Regions from separate parts of the Zea mays genome. Here region 1 is linked to region 2. Evidence: chromatin contacts called from public Hi-C data. All regions are on one chromosome and are shown on one strand. Each heading gives the region's core, a stretch centred on a gene start, on an enhancer-like site or on the middle of the called end of the contact. The rest is flanking DNA. Distances are from core to core; before and after follow the strand shown. Region 1 holds the start of LOC103627503 (ethylene-responsive transcription factor ERF039). Region 2 has its middle 18 kb from the start of LOC103627501.

Region 1 (6,442 bases), core at 1,229-3,728, 86 kb after region 2:
CCTTGTTTTTTATATCATATAGCAATCGAAAACAAGTGACCAACACATAGTTTACAATTGTACATGACACGCGTACTACAATATCACTTCACCATAGTAAAACCACACTATTACTTAAAATCGAGATCTATTTGGTTCCATTGGAAAACCAAAGTATGCGTTGAGAGAACAAAAGAAAACTGAGTTTCTGAGTGGAGGTCCAAAAACATCATAGTTTTGGCTAGATCGTGGTATTTAAAACTGTGGTTTGATTGTACCAACCAAACAAACTTTGGCTTCCAATACCACGATATCATCAAATATTGTATTGCTTCAAATTGCAAAATTACTAAGCTTCCAAACAGAGCCTAAGAGTCACGCCGCTCTTGTTTCCGTTGTTAGGATATCTCCGGCAAACCGTACATATAGTCGTTCGAAACATTGTTTTATATTGTAGAGTGTATGTATTGTTTATAGAGTGAATTTTAAAAATATAAGATAAGATATGAGATGCAACAGACAGAAGCTGGAGACAACCTTAGGCTATCCCTAGCAGCTCCCCCATCCCATTACCTGTCTCATCCACTATTTCAATCTTCACTCCGCAAACAACGTGATCTACAGTGCAAATTCCCCATTTTTCATGATCCACTGAAGACAACCTTAGAATGGAATGTTTCGGTGATGACACTATGGACTAGAGATGGCAACGGGTACCCGAAACCCGTATACCCAACGGGTTTCACCCGACATAAGGGCTGGTATGGGATAAATTCTTTACCCGTGGGTACGTTAATAGGCATGATATTGTACCCAACAGGTAGACGGGTACAGGTATAGGTATGTACTACCCATACCCATGTACCCACGAGTATTTTACACCTGTCCCAGCCATAGATATAATCTACTCAATTAAGTACATATAAATGTATATTAGCAAAAAAAATATGATCAACTTGCATGTTTCTACATTATTCATTATATTTTCTTCTTTTATTTACTCATATTTGACGATTTATAATTTTAAATATGACATATATTTATTATATTTGTGATATTCAATATGTGTTTAGTGGGTATCTAATCGGGTATAAGTTACCCGACGGTTTTTTTACCCATGCGGGTGTGGATATGGGTACAATTTCATATTCGCGAGCGGATACATGTTTCTTCACGGTATAACTTTATCTCGTGAGTATGAATATGGATAACCACTATCTAAAGGGTACGTGTACATTGTCATCCCTGGTATGGACTGATGTATAGGCTCGAGCACAAATATGATGGTGCTAAGACCAGACAGGGGCATAAGATATTATCGTGCTGCATAGGACCTGGGCCGTGTTTTTTTATCGGGCCCATACCGGCCCAGCAGATCCGGCTGTTTGGACAACTATTGAACTACAGTTTAAAAATCGCACGTGGTTCGACTGAAATCACGCTCATTTAAAAATCTACCATTGTTCCAGTAGTGAACACCAGTAGTTCTCTACAATACGTCAATGCCCAGCAACGACGCGTACGTACTACGTACACACGTTCCATTCCACGACCGGATTGCTATGTACTACTACTACAACGTATGCTACGGTATTTACATGTTCCCATCAGTATGCTGTACGGGAATCAGAACGGTGGTTTTCAGAGAATATTATTACAAAACAGCTCTGCGATTTGACGACGCATTTGGCAGGACGTGACAGCAAAAGGGTGCCCACAAGGCCACAATACTGACGTGAAAAAAGAACTAAAATGTGTCTGTACATGGGACTTTGGAATATACTTGGTGTTAAGTGTTTAAGGATGTGTTTGGATGATAGAAACGTTTCTAATTTTTTTAAAGTGAATGACCAGAATGAAACATTCATAGACGTCGTTTCTTGCTTTTAAATGAGAATCACCCAAATAGGAGTTTTTTTTACAGTGATTCTATTTTTTAAGAAGACTTCTAACCAATATAGACAAACGGTTTTGTTGATTCTTGTTGAGTGATTCTATTTCCACTGAGAAACATTTTCGACAGAGAATTTATATCTGAAATGTTTCTAAGATAATCGGATCATGCATGTTACAGTTTCATGTAATGTGTAAGCAGGTACTCCCTCCATCGCTTTTTATTTATGGTTCTTATTTTCCAAGAAGTCAAATATACCTAACAAGTTTATCTAAATATGAATAAAATATTAACATCTATAATATATAGTTAGTACTATTAGATATATAATTGAATCTATTTTGAAAATTTAGAAACATAAATGTTCTTTCTATTTTATAATTTTGAAAGTAACTAGTACATTTTCTATAGCGATAAATAATACTCGCTCTGTCCCATGTTTCTAGTCGTTCTAGCCTTCGATTTTTATGTGTATAATCAAATAGATGATAATATATATATATATAACATTAAGTTTTAATGGTAAAATGAATTTTAATTTGGGAGAGTAGACGACAGAGAGGGTTAGAAACAAAGCTTAGGCCCCCAAAAACCAGTGATGTTGTGTCGCAGTGTCCCATCGTCAATCGGCATTCTCCCCGCTGCACTGCCACTGTTCCCTTGCCCTTGCCCGCAGGGAAGAGCGACGGAGCAGCTGCTTTCCTCTTTCCACGTCTCCCTACACCTCATTGCCTCATCATAAAATCCCCTCGCTCCCGCACTCTCAGCTCCCACCTCACCACACCACGCCACACTCGCCTCGTGCCCTCGTCCTCACACAGTCACAGTCCTCCCCCGGCAGCGGCTCTCCGCTGCCAACCAACTCCACCAACACCCCCCACAACAGCAGGAGAAAAAAAGGGACGAGCCATGGCCATGGACTCTTCCTCCTCCGGCTCCGAGCCCACGTCCTCGTCCTCTGCTGAGGCTCCTGCGTCCCCAACCGCGTCGTCCTCCGAATCCTCCGCCGCGGGCAGCAAGAAGCGGCGGCGCAGCAAGGACGGGCACCACCCGACGTACCGCGGCGTGCGCATGCGGGCCTGGGGCAAGTGGGTGTCGGAGATCCGGGAGCCGCGCAAGAAGTCGCGCATCTGGCTCGGCACCTTCGCCACCGCCGAGATGGCGGCGCGCGCCCACGACGTAGCCGCGCTGGCGATCAAGGGCCGCGCCGCGCACCTCAACTTCCCGGAGCTCGCGAACGATCTGCCCCGCCCGGCCACCGCCGCGCCCAAGGACGTCCAGGCCGCCGCCGCGCTCGCCGCGGCCGCGGACTTCCAGGCGCCCGCCAATGCAGCCGCCGCCACGGACCCCGACGACGGCCCGGCCGCCGCCGCCGACTCCGCGTCCGCCTCGCCGCCGCCGCCGCCGCCACAGCTGGACAACCCCGACGACGCTCTGTTCGACCTCCCCGACCTCCTCCTCGACCTCAGACACGGGGCCTCGTCGTGCCAGCTCTCGTGCGCGCCGTCGTGGTACGACGACGCGTGCTTCTCCGGCGCCGGCGCCGGCGCCGGCGCGTTGTTCCGCCTGGAGGAGCCGCTGCTGTGGGAGTACTGAGTGCAGTGAAATAGACTGTTTTGCTCAGTCGACGAGAATCAAGCGCGGCTTCGAGCTGCTGCTGCTTGGTGTGTGGCCATCTACGGCCTAGCTATGGGCTGTAATTGCGGCGGTGGACCAGAGCGCAATCGATGTAAACCATGGAGCAGCGTTGGAGTTGGACCAGCTGGAATGGAACCAAATTAGAGCCATTTCTCCTTTGCGTCTGCTCCTACAGATTTAGAAAGCAAACCACATGTATAAAAGAAAAATCATTCGTCGACCCCGGCCAGCACGTTCCTTTCGCTCCCTCCAGTCTGGTCGTCTGTCTTTGCTTGGATTGTGGGACAAGAATATGGTGCAGCGGCAAGACTAGCCGCGCATCTAGCTCCTTTCATTCTCCGTTGCTCAAAGGGGTTATACTGAATCTTTTTTTTTTTTGTAGTTGTAGCAGGCACACTAGTGCTATATATTTAAAGGCGTTCTAGTCCGATTCGGACTAATGCCACACGAGACGCTTTAGCGAAAGATGATGCACCTTTTAAATTACGGCCGGATTCGTCCACCGATCATCTCCAGCCCAGCACGAAATAAAAAGCGCGCGCACCCATCGTCAGCGAAAGAAGCGAAGAAATTCACCCGAGCAGGCCTTTTCACGTACGCAACAACGACGGCCCCATGCAATGCAATGCAACCTGCACCCTAAACCAAAAGCCGTGGGTGGGATGGCGACCGGCCGGAGCAAGGCGCGCGCGCGCGGTCGAGAGCGGCGGCGACACGGCGCGGAAAGCGGCGTGCATGCATGAATCCCGGCAGAGCGCCCGGCCGGGCTGTACGTAAGACGCGAAGGAGAGCGGTGGGCGGTGGCGCTGCACGTCCTGGCCCATCGATCGCGCGCGCGTGCCGTCGTTTGCACTATGGCGTTCATGCACGCACACGACCGGTGCTACGCGCGCGCGCGGCACCGCTCGATCGGCGGTGGCGCCTTGGACGTTTTCCTCTACGCTAGCGGCGGGCCATAGATAGACGCACACACGGCGCCACCAGCGGGGCCGGGGCGTGGAGTGGAGAGGACAGCGCGGTGGTTGCGCCCGCATAAATGGCACGGTTTCCTGGCCGGGCCGGGGGGACGGGCGACGTCGATCGTACCGCGAGGATAAGGCGAGATCTCGAGGGCGTGCCTCCCGTCCGTCCGTCCGTCCTGTTCTTCGTCGTCGTCGTCGCCCTCAGCAGCAGCTCGCTCGCTTTATCCACCTTGAGTGACGAGTTAATGCCTGAGTGCTGCTGACCTGACCAAGTGACCACCATACCATCCTGCTCCTTTGGACCTTTGCGCGCGCGGAGGACAGTTGGTGCTGGCACGCACGGCAACCATGCACGACGACACAGCGGCAGGCTTGTTTGCGATCGTGGTGTGGCTGTACACCGCCACGGAGCGAGGTGAGCACGGGTGGCTGGCAGCGTACGTCAGGCCCGGGTCGTGCTGTACGGGGCGGCTCTGTACACTGTTGGCGAGTCGTCCATGTTTTCCGTGCACGAGATCTTTGATATATGCCGCACGTACAGTCGTGGGTGCTTCTTGCTGCTCTCATTTCATCTCTTATATATATTATGCTGTACCGTACATTTTAATCGAATCAAGTATGTGTTTCACCCACGGTTTACAAAACCGTTTCATATATAAAAACCGCTACCCACCGGTACGGTTTACCAACGGTAAACCGGTAAAAACCGACCGGTTTGACCAATTCAAATTAATTTGAATTCGAAACGGTTTACCGGCGAAAAACCGGTGAAAAACCGCTCTAAACCGCCGGTTAACCGCGAAACGAACCGGTTTTTGCTGTTTTTTTACAGAAAATGAAAATTTTTGACAAGATTTATTTGTAGTTTTCTCAATTCATATTGCATAGTAAATATTAATTGATCCACACGACATGTGTTCACCAAAATAACATATAACATACATATACAACCATAAACTTCAGTTCTCATGCAACAAACAACCAACGAACTTCACAATACTCAAATACAAGTTCTTTTACAACTCTCCAACGAGATAACGACACATAGATCGACTTTTTTCACAATACTCACATGTTTATCTCGAGTCATAGTGATAGTACTAAGGCATGTTGGAAGGATCGTGATATTGTTCCAATCCGTTATAGTGATAGTGATAGGTCTATACAAAATATATGAGATACATTAACGAGAAAACAAGAACGACAAATAAATATTTATCCACAAGGAAAAAAATATACTGGTATGTGTGTTTGGTGTTTGTGTATTGCATGTGCACCTCACCAACTGTTGGACTTTTCTTTCGATCAGCAAATATTAGGAACACATATAGAAGAACTCGAGCTAAGGGTTCTAGATTGAGTCTTGTCTAGATGGATAGTTATTAGAAGAACTGAAGCTACTTGATCCACGAATTCCATCTTGGACAGGAAATGAAACCGAAATTGACCACTGATGGGGTGTTTGGTTTGAGGAATGAGCTAGTTCATCATCTTCTCACTCCTCACTATTTTTGTTTGGTTCGTGGAATAGAATGAGTTGATCCATCACCATCTCATTCCTCATAGTTAGTTAGTTAGTATTAATATGAGGAATGGTGTCATCCCAACAAATCTGAGAAATGAACCTATGATGCACCACCTTAATTTGGATGGATTGATTCCTCAAACCAAACACTCTATAAATGCTTAAACTGGACTTGAGCTACAGGTTTATCTTCAGATATAGCATATAATAGTAAACAAGACTATATACTATGCCTAAATTGACAACTAAATACTCAATTTTGGCATTAAATCTGGTTTTTCGGCAAAAATTAGCGATTTACCGGTCTTAAATAACGGTTTACCGGTCCCAGAAAACGGTTTATCAGCGGTTTTCGGTTTTTATGATTTTTTTCAAATTTTTTAAATTTAGATCGAATTTTGAAAAAAACCCGGTGGTTTACCGAAACCGCACCCCGGCGGTTTC
Region 2 (6,604 bases), core at 2,349-4,848:
ATTGCGAGCCCCTTCGGCCTTGTCATCAGACATTTTCCGAAGCCTCTGCTTTCGGGGTCTGAAGGATGGGTCAACATTGAGCGAATGTTCAATAACATCCCGATTTACTCCACAGAGATCATTAGCCGACCATGCAAAAACATCTTTGTTGTTGAATAAAAACCTTATCAAGGTTTTCTCCTGGTCTTCAGATAATTGCGAGCCCAACAGCACCTTCTGCTCTGCTATGTCCTCACACAATAGCATGGGCTTCGGCTGATCTGCTGAAGCTGCCTTCTCCCTTCTGAATTTGTACTGTTCACAAGCTTCGGTTCCATCTATATTATGGATTGCCTTGGAGTCGGTCCAGCTTCCTTCGGCCCTTCTAGCAGCTTCCTGGCTTCCATGGATAGCAATAGGCCCTTGGTCCGAAGGTATCTTCATGCAAAGATAGGCAGGATGAAGGATTGCTTCGAAGGCATTAAGAGTACCACGACCAATAATTGCATTGTAAGGATATTCCATGTCAACAATGTCAAACACAACTTGCTCAGTTCTAGTGTTGTTGATGAATCCGAAGGTTACTGACATGGTGATCTTGCCCAGTGCTACAATCTGTCTTCCTCCGAAGCCACAAAGAGGATGTGTAGCATCATGAATCTTATCTTCTGGCTCTTGCATCTGTCTGAAGGCTTTAGCAAATATGATGTCAGCTGCACTGCCTGTATCGACCAGGACATTGTGAACCAGAAATCCTTTGATAACACAAGAGATAACCATGGCATCGTTGTGTGGGTAATCTTTGAGCTGAAGGTCCTCTTGAGAGAAGGTAATAGGAATGTGAGACCATCTTGATTTGATGAAGGGCCCTTGCACCCCAACATGCTGTACTCTTCTCTGCGCTTCCTTCTTCTGCTTCTTGTTAGCTGGCTCTGAGGACGAGCCACCTGTGATCGGGAGCACCAGCTTCGGGTCCGAAGCAACTCCAGCTTGATTGTTGAACGAAGCCATCAGCTCAGAAAAGTGGAAGTGAGTTCACCGGAGGTGGGCGCCAATGTTGGGGACTTGTTCTCAAATGCTAAGAGTTAAGAACAAGGCAACATAAAAAGTGTTAAGTGTTAAAGTCCTTCGTCCTTCGAAGCATTATGTCCCTTCGGGAAATAATGAGTTTCGAACGAAGGTCATAAGAAACATACCTTCGTAAACATAACAAGTAATGACGAAGGACTCATATAAAGCATGAAATATAATATAAGCATCATCATAGAATCATTTCTATTTTATTAACATGGAAAAATAGAAATGATTTCAAATTACAAATGTACCTTCGGTCCTGAGAGAAGGTAAAAAGTACAAGCGTGACGCAAAAGCAAATGCCCAGTCAGCGTGAACAGTACGGGGGTACTGTTCATCTATTTATAGACACAGGACACAGCCTGTGACGAATTACAATTATGCCCTTTACAAAAGTTTACAACATTATCTTAGACCTCTATGGATAAAAAGGTCATTCTATCTTTATGTCGGTTTGCAACGCCGAAGCTCTATAAAAAGGAACCTTCGGCCATTTCCTGGGGACGATTTCAGCCGAAGCTGCTTCTTCACACAAGGCCTTCGGCGCAACGAAGCATGGGCCCAACAACTATAGATTATGTAAGACCATGATATGTTAGCAATATAACAGGAGAGATCATGTCACCCTGACATCTTGAATGAGCTGATTCAACGACACGCCATCACCAACAAGAGGACAATACGATATGCAGTGGGGTCTTACCCCCACAATGCTAGGCCCAAGCATCATCGTTGTAGTCACGTTTGCTAGTCCAACGCGTGCATAATGCCTACATGATTAGCATGTATAGTTGTTGTAGCAGCTAAAACGATAGATGTTGTATCGTTGTCTTTTCATGGGGATGGAGCCTCACAATCACTAAGCATCTGTAATACCCTGTCCACTGTTGGATCGACGATACTTACTTCTAACACCCTCTAGGATCATAGATCATCCTCACAGACTAACACGAGTCTTTTGTGCGCATTTTGTCCTCACTCATGTGCACCTGAGGATACTTCCCTGTCGATCACCCATCCCAAGATTGCTCTAGGCCAAGCACGCTTAACCCAGAGGTTCTTTTGAGACAGACTTCTAAAAATGAAGATGTACCTTATTGTTATAAATACTCTATTAATTCTATTAAGCCTTGGAGCAGGATATAACACAATCCACCTGGATCAGAACATCACAACATCAAAGTGAGGGCTAGAGAGGTGTTCAAGGTGGACAACATCAGATATATGGACATGCAACATGGATGTTGGGCGATGAGTAACGCTGAAGGCTCGAGGAGGGAAGATGTATGATGGTTTAGAGATGGCTAAGCCACGTCACTGACCTCTGAAGTCAGGTGTATGGAGGTGGTGGTACCTTTAGCCGTCGCTGGGAGGTGTCGTCGGGTGGGAGTCGAGCGACGGGTGGTGCCCCTGAATAGAAAATAAAATGATATAATCTTATAAACAATGACAATTTGGCAATTGGGTAATATTTTGGAAAATCTGTACGTGGAGAATATGAAAAATCAAGGGAAGGAGATTCTGGATTGAACTAGCGAAATATGTAGATTTTTAAGAATCTATTCAACCCATGCACTCTAATGATTGGGATTTTGGTTTTTTGGCAACGAATCTGGCTCATAAAGCTAAACCAAACATACCCTTAGTCTTTCATTAAGGAGATCCATTGATATTTTAGAGAAACTATTTGTATTTATTGCTAATTGTGTTATAAAACTTTCCGCTACCAGTGTGTGATCTGGCTGTACATGCATGTCTCTACTCTCTACATTGGACTAGGTCGTCGCAGACTTATACGTACATCAGAGACCTAATTAAGGAGGTCGTACGTCTAGCTTATGAGATTTGGGCGGACGATCCTAATGTTTATTGTGAACTCAATAATGATGGATTGATGTATGATATGACACCATCGAACGGTCGGTCCCTGCCAATTTATAAGATTATCTGGCGGCCCATGCATGCAAGGATCGCCGTCTCTCAATAATCCTCTTTTCACTACTTTAGCTACGACAAATCCGTATGGAAAAGCACTAGCAGCTAGCAAGCTAAGCTAGCCACAGGATGTAAAGTGTGCATGAGCGTTTATATTCACGTAATTGTTTTTGTCTGGGAACAAAGTGTATGTGCACGTTAAAGAAAGGACGACACGTAATTATCCACGCCACGTAGCTAGCCGATCGACCTACATGCTGTATGGAATGGGTGCCTAAAAAAAGGGTGATCCATCGGTCGACGACCACATGCCTCTTTTGCAATGCAACAACAACCGCGCGCGCACCCACCCACCGTACCCCGCGCGCATGCATGAGAAACGTGGACTACGACCCTCTGATCGGTACATATATATACAGTAACACTGCTGCGTACCGTCGACCAGACCCCAAACGTGCAGTAGCACAAACTGTATGTACAGCGGTCTCACCTGCCATATATAGACGTCTGCATAAACTGTATGTAGTACATGAACAGTAGCGTGCAGAGATCGATGAGGTGTCTCTGGAGCCCGGCCGGCCTGTGGCGCGGTCGTTCCGCACTGGCTGCTGCAGAGAAACCGTACCGTACGTGGCGTCCGCATCGGACGACAGTGCCATGCTGTACGCTGCCCATCAAGCCGTGCTACCTGCTGGCAAGCCGATCGATCGAGCTTTCAGTGGACTGCAACTGCTACCCCTCGCGGACGCTTCCTCGAATCTGCCATCGCGCGTGCCAATTGCTGGTCTTAGTTTAAGTTCGATCGGCGAGGTTAGTGGTGCGCGCGAGGCACATGAGGGTGGTTTGTTTAGGGGTTTACTCGCTTATCAGTCAGTGTTCATGTGAGGCTAGCTAGCTAGGGCCGGGCGACTGGGCGCGAGCCAGCGCACCAGCTAGCTTTGGAAAAGGCGTTCGAGCACTGGCGATGCGCGAGATTATTACTCCCTCCGTTTCTTTTTATTTATCGCTGGATAGTGCGAAATTGCACTATCCAGCGACAAATAAAAAGAAACGGAGGGAGTAATATATAAACAATAAAGTAATTGCATTGGTGGCGGTTTGTTTATTTATTTGTACAATATATGCAAATCGCGAGGCCGGGGCGCGCGCGCGAGAGAGAACCATTAAACAAGCTGGGCCGGCTTCTTTTTCCTCCGGCAGGTCGCCGATCGGTGAGCTGGGATACACGTATTCATGTCGACCGCCTGTGGAAACGGTTGACGGCGATATACTACGGGCACGGGCGTCTCAAAATACGGGATCTGGTCAGGGAATCCCGCGCGGCGCGCAGTGCAGCTACAGTACGTCAGTACTACGTGCTCTTCCGGTTGTTCTTGACTCCTAATTAATAAGCATAATGTAGACTAAGGGCGCACATGCTTGATCGATGAGAGCGAGAGCAACGGGAGCTGATTATTCATGGTCGATCCAGTCGCCTTTTACCACCACTATAATCACATGCGCCGAGCTTCTGCTTACACAGTGATGCAGTGCAGCAACAACAACACGTGTACTTAGCGGCCGGCGATGTGCTTTTCCATCACATCGTCGGTGTCGTACGTACGTATATGCGGTTTGCATTATTGTAGCAAGCCTCTGCTGGCCGTATATATGTAGCGAGCAAGATCCAAATCTTCAGGATCTCTGGGTGGAAGATTCGGGGCATATTTTTAATCGCTGCACGAGCCTAATTTAGTGCTCTCTCCTCTAGTAGGTCGTCGTACTAGCGAACAGAAGTCGGTCCTGGCAGTACTACTTCATTAAGCTCGCTAGCTGTTTCAAGCCTACGCACATATAGGCAGCATCACACGTACACAGGCGCCCATGAGCCAATCCATGGGCATGCTCTGAATCTATGGGACTTGACACTTGAACCAAATTCCGGAGATTTTAAGTTTTCCCTCCGTTCACGAGCTAGCTAACCCTTAAATAAACGAGAAAATTAAAATGCTAAATAGCGCTAGGGTGTTTAGTTTGGTACCTAGCACTCGAATGATTTCAGCCTATGCTAAAACACCATATGCCGTGCCGTTATAGTGTCTAGCTGTCATAAATTTAGTAGAGATCTAGTCAAATGCTAGATCTATACTCTTACGTCATTTTGTGCCGGTATGCTGACATTGCATGCTTATGGTGTGCTAGTGGCGCATGCATGTGGTTGACTTTATTTTAACCATCCATCCCGCCCTTTAGCTATATGTTACCTTTTCTTTTCTTACACCTAATTTGTAGCTATTATAAAATTTTGTTCGGTTTACACCACACTTACATTAAAGTTACAATCATTATTTTGGTGTAACTTCTAGATATATAGACTTAGTGTAACTACATAACTATTTGAAAATTCTTTATTTTATCCATTTATTTTTTAAATTTGTATGTATGTCCGCTTTTAAATTTGGTGAAGATCTTTTTATCTGCAACTCATAGAAATTATAATCTTATCTTTATTTATTTGGAATAATAGCAAACGAGCACCTTGTTTTTCATTATTGGTATGCTATATAGTTTGCGACACTATTGTTGACTTTCCAGCCTCTACTTTGACCATTTTACTCCTAGTCACAAAAGGGTAAAATTTTGGATAACATACTTCCCTTGAAACACAGTTGTGACAAAACCACCATACAATTGTATGACTATGGAACAACTTTGATAAGGCATATCTAAGATATCATATGTAAATGTTCAATAAGAATCTACACAACACTAATAATCGAGAACAAATATTAAAAAAATGAATACATGTATACTAAAACACCATTCCTCAACCACCTAAGAGCAACTCAAAGAGATTCTCTATATTCTTTATAATGGTTGGAAATAAAGATTTTGATGGAAAAAATGCCCTCCAACAACTTCTTTAATTGGTTATTCAAATATAGCTATATTTTTATTCCAAATTTCTCGCTAGCCAAAGATAGACAACGAAAATAGCCTTCTAGAGTGCATGTTAGAGCTCTATTTAAGTATTCTTCTAGTCACCCTATGGTTTGAATTGCCAAACACAACCCTTAGTCCATGTTGGAGCTCTATTAAGGTATTCTCATAGTCACCAAGCCTCCCCATGCTCATGGTGTTGGGCTTAACATAAAGGCTCCCATCAACCAAGGCAAGTGTCGCTAGCTACTAAGGATCACCACTTGTCATCCAACTCTTTTGGTGGCCAAGGTGTCGTCCACTATATATGAAGTTTGTCCACTAAGTAAAGACTCTTATTGTCTCCTGCACACCAAGTCATCATTGCGCCACACCAAGCTTGGAAGATCATTGACATCACTAGAGAGACACCAAGCCTTAAACTATTCTTGAACACTAATAAATATAAGGGCACTGACTGAATTAACTCTCTCTCTCTCTCTCTCAAGGTAAGTGAAAGTCGTCTAGAGGGGGGGTGAATAGACAAAACCTGAAATTTATAAACTTAAACTCACACTAAGGCCGGAGTTAGCGTTAGAATTAAATCCGTGTTCGAAAGATAGTTCTCCTTGCTTAGAGTTACTCAATCAATGTGGATAACGTTTGGGAGCAAACTCACATCAATATGAGCAAGAGAACTTTAGAGAGAGGAAAGAAG

The links. Hi-C and Micro-C count contacts between places; a contact is called where the count stands out from the background.
Region 1: a Hi-C map of ear shows a contact between it and region 2, with 2.0 times the contacts expected there. The contact joins the promoter of LOC103627503 here to the enhancer-like site in region 2. A contact is called at or near these places in 3 of 25 Hi-C or Micro-C datasets (ear and leaf).

What each region holds. Positions count from the first base shown.
Region 1 is chr5:196,210,623-196,217,064 of Zm-B73-REFERENCE-NAM-5.0, forward strand. It overlaps LOC103627503 (ethylene-responsive transcription factor ERF039), which reads left to right and starts at 2,479. Exons shown (of 1, transcript XM_008647790.3): 1 at 2,479-3,898. The coding sequence starts at 2,783. The coding sequence ends at 3,469.
Region 2 is chr5:196,123,898-196,130,501 of Zm-B73-REFERENCE-NAM-5.0, forward strand. No RefSeq gene overlaps it. Among protein-coding and RNA genes, the nearest start is that of LOC103627501, 18 kb to the left of the region's middle. Within about 2 kb of position 3,599, at least 15 of the 20 cell types and tissues checked have an H3K27ac peak or open chromatin away from gene starts, as enhancers often do. A contact at or near this core is called in ear, where this site is marked.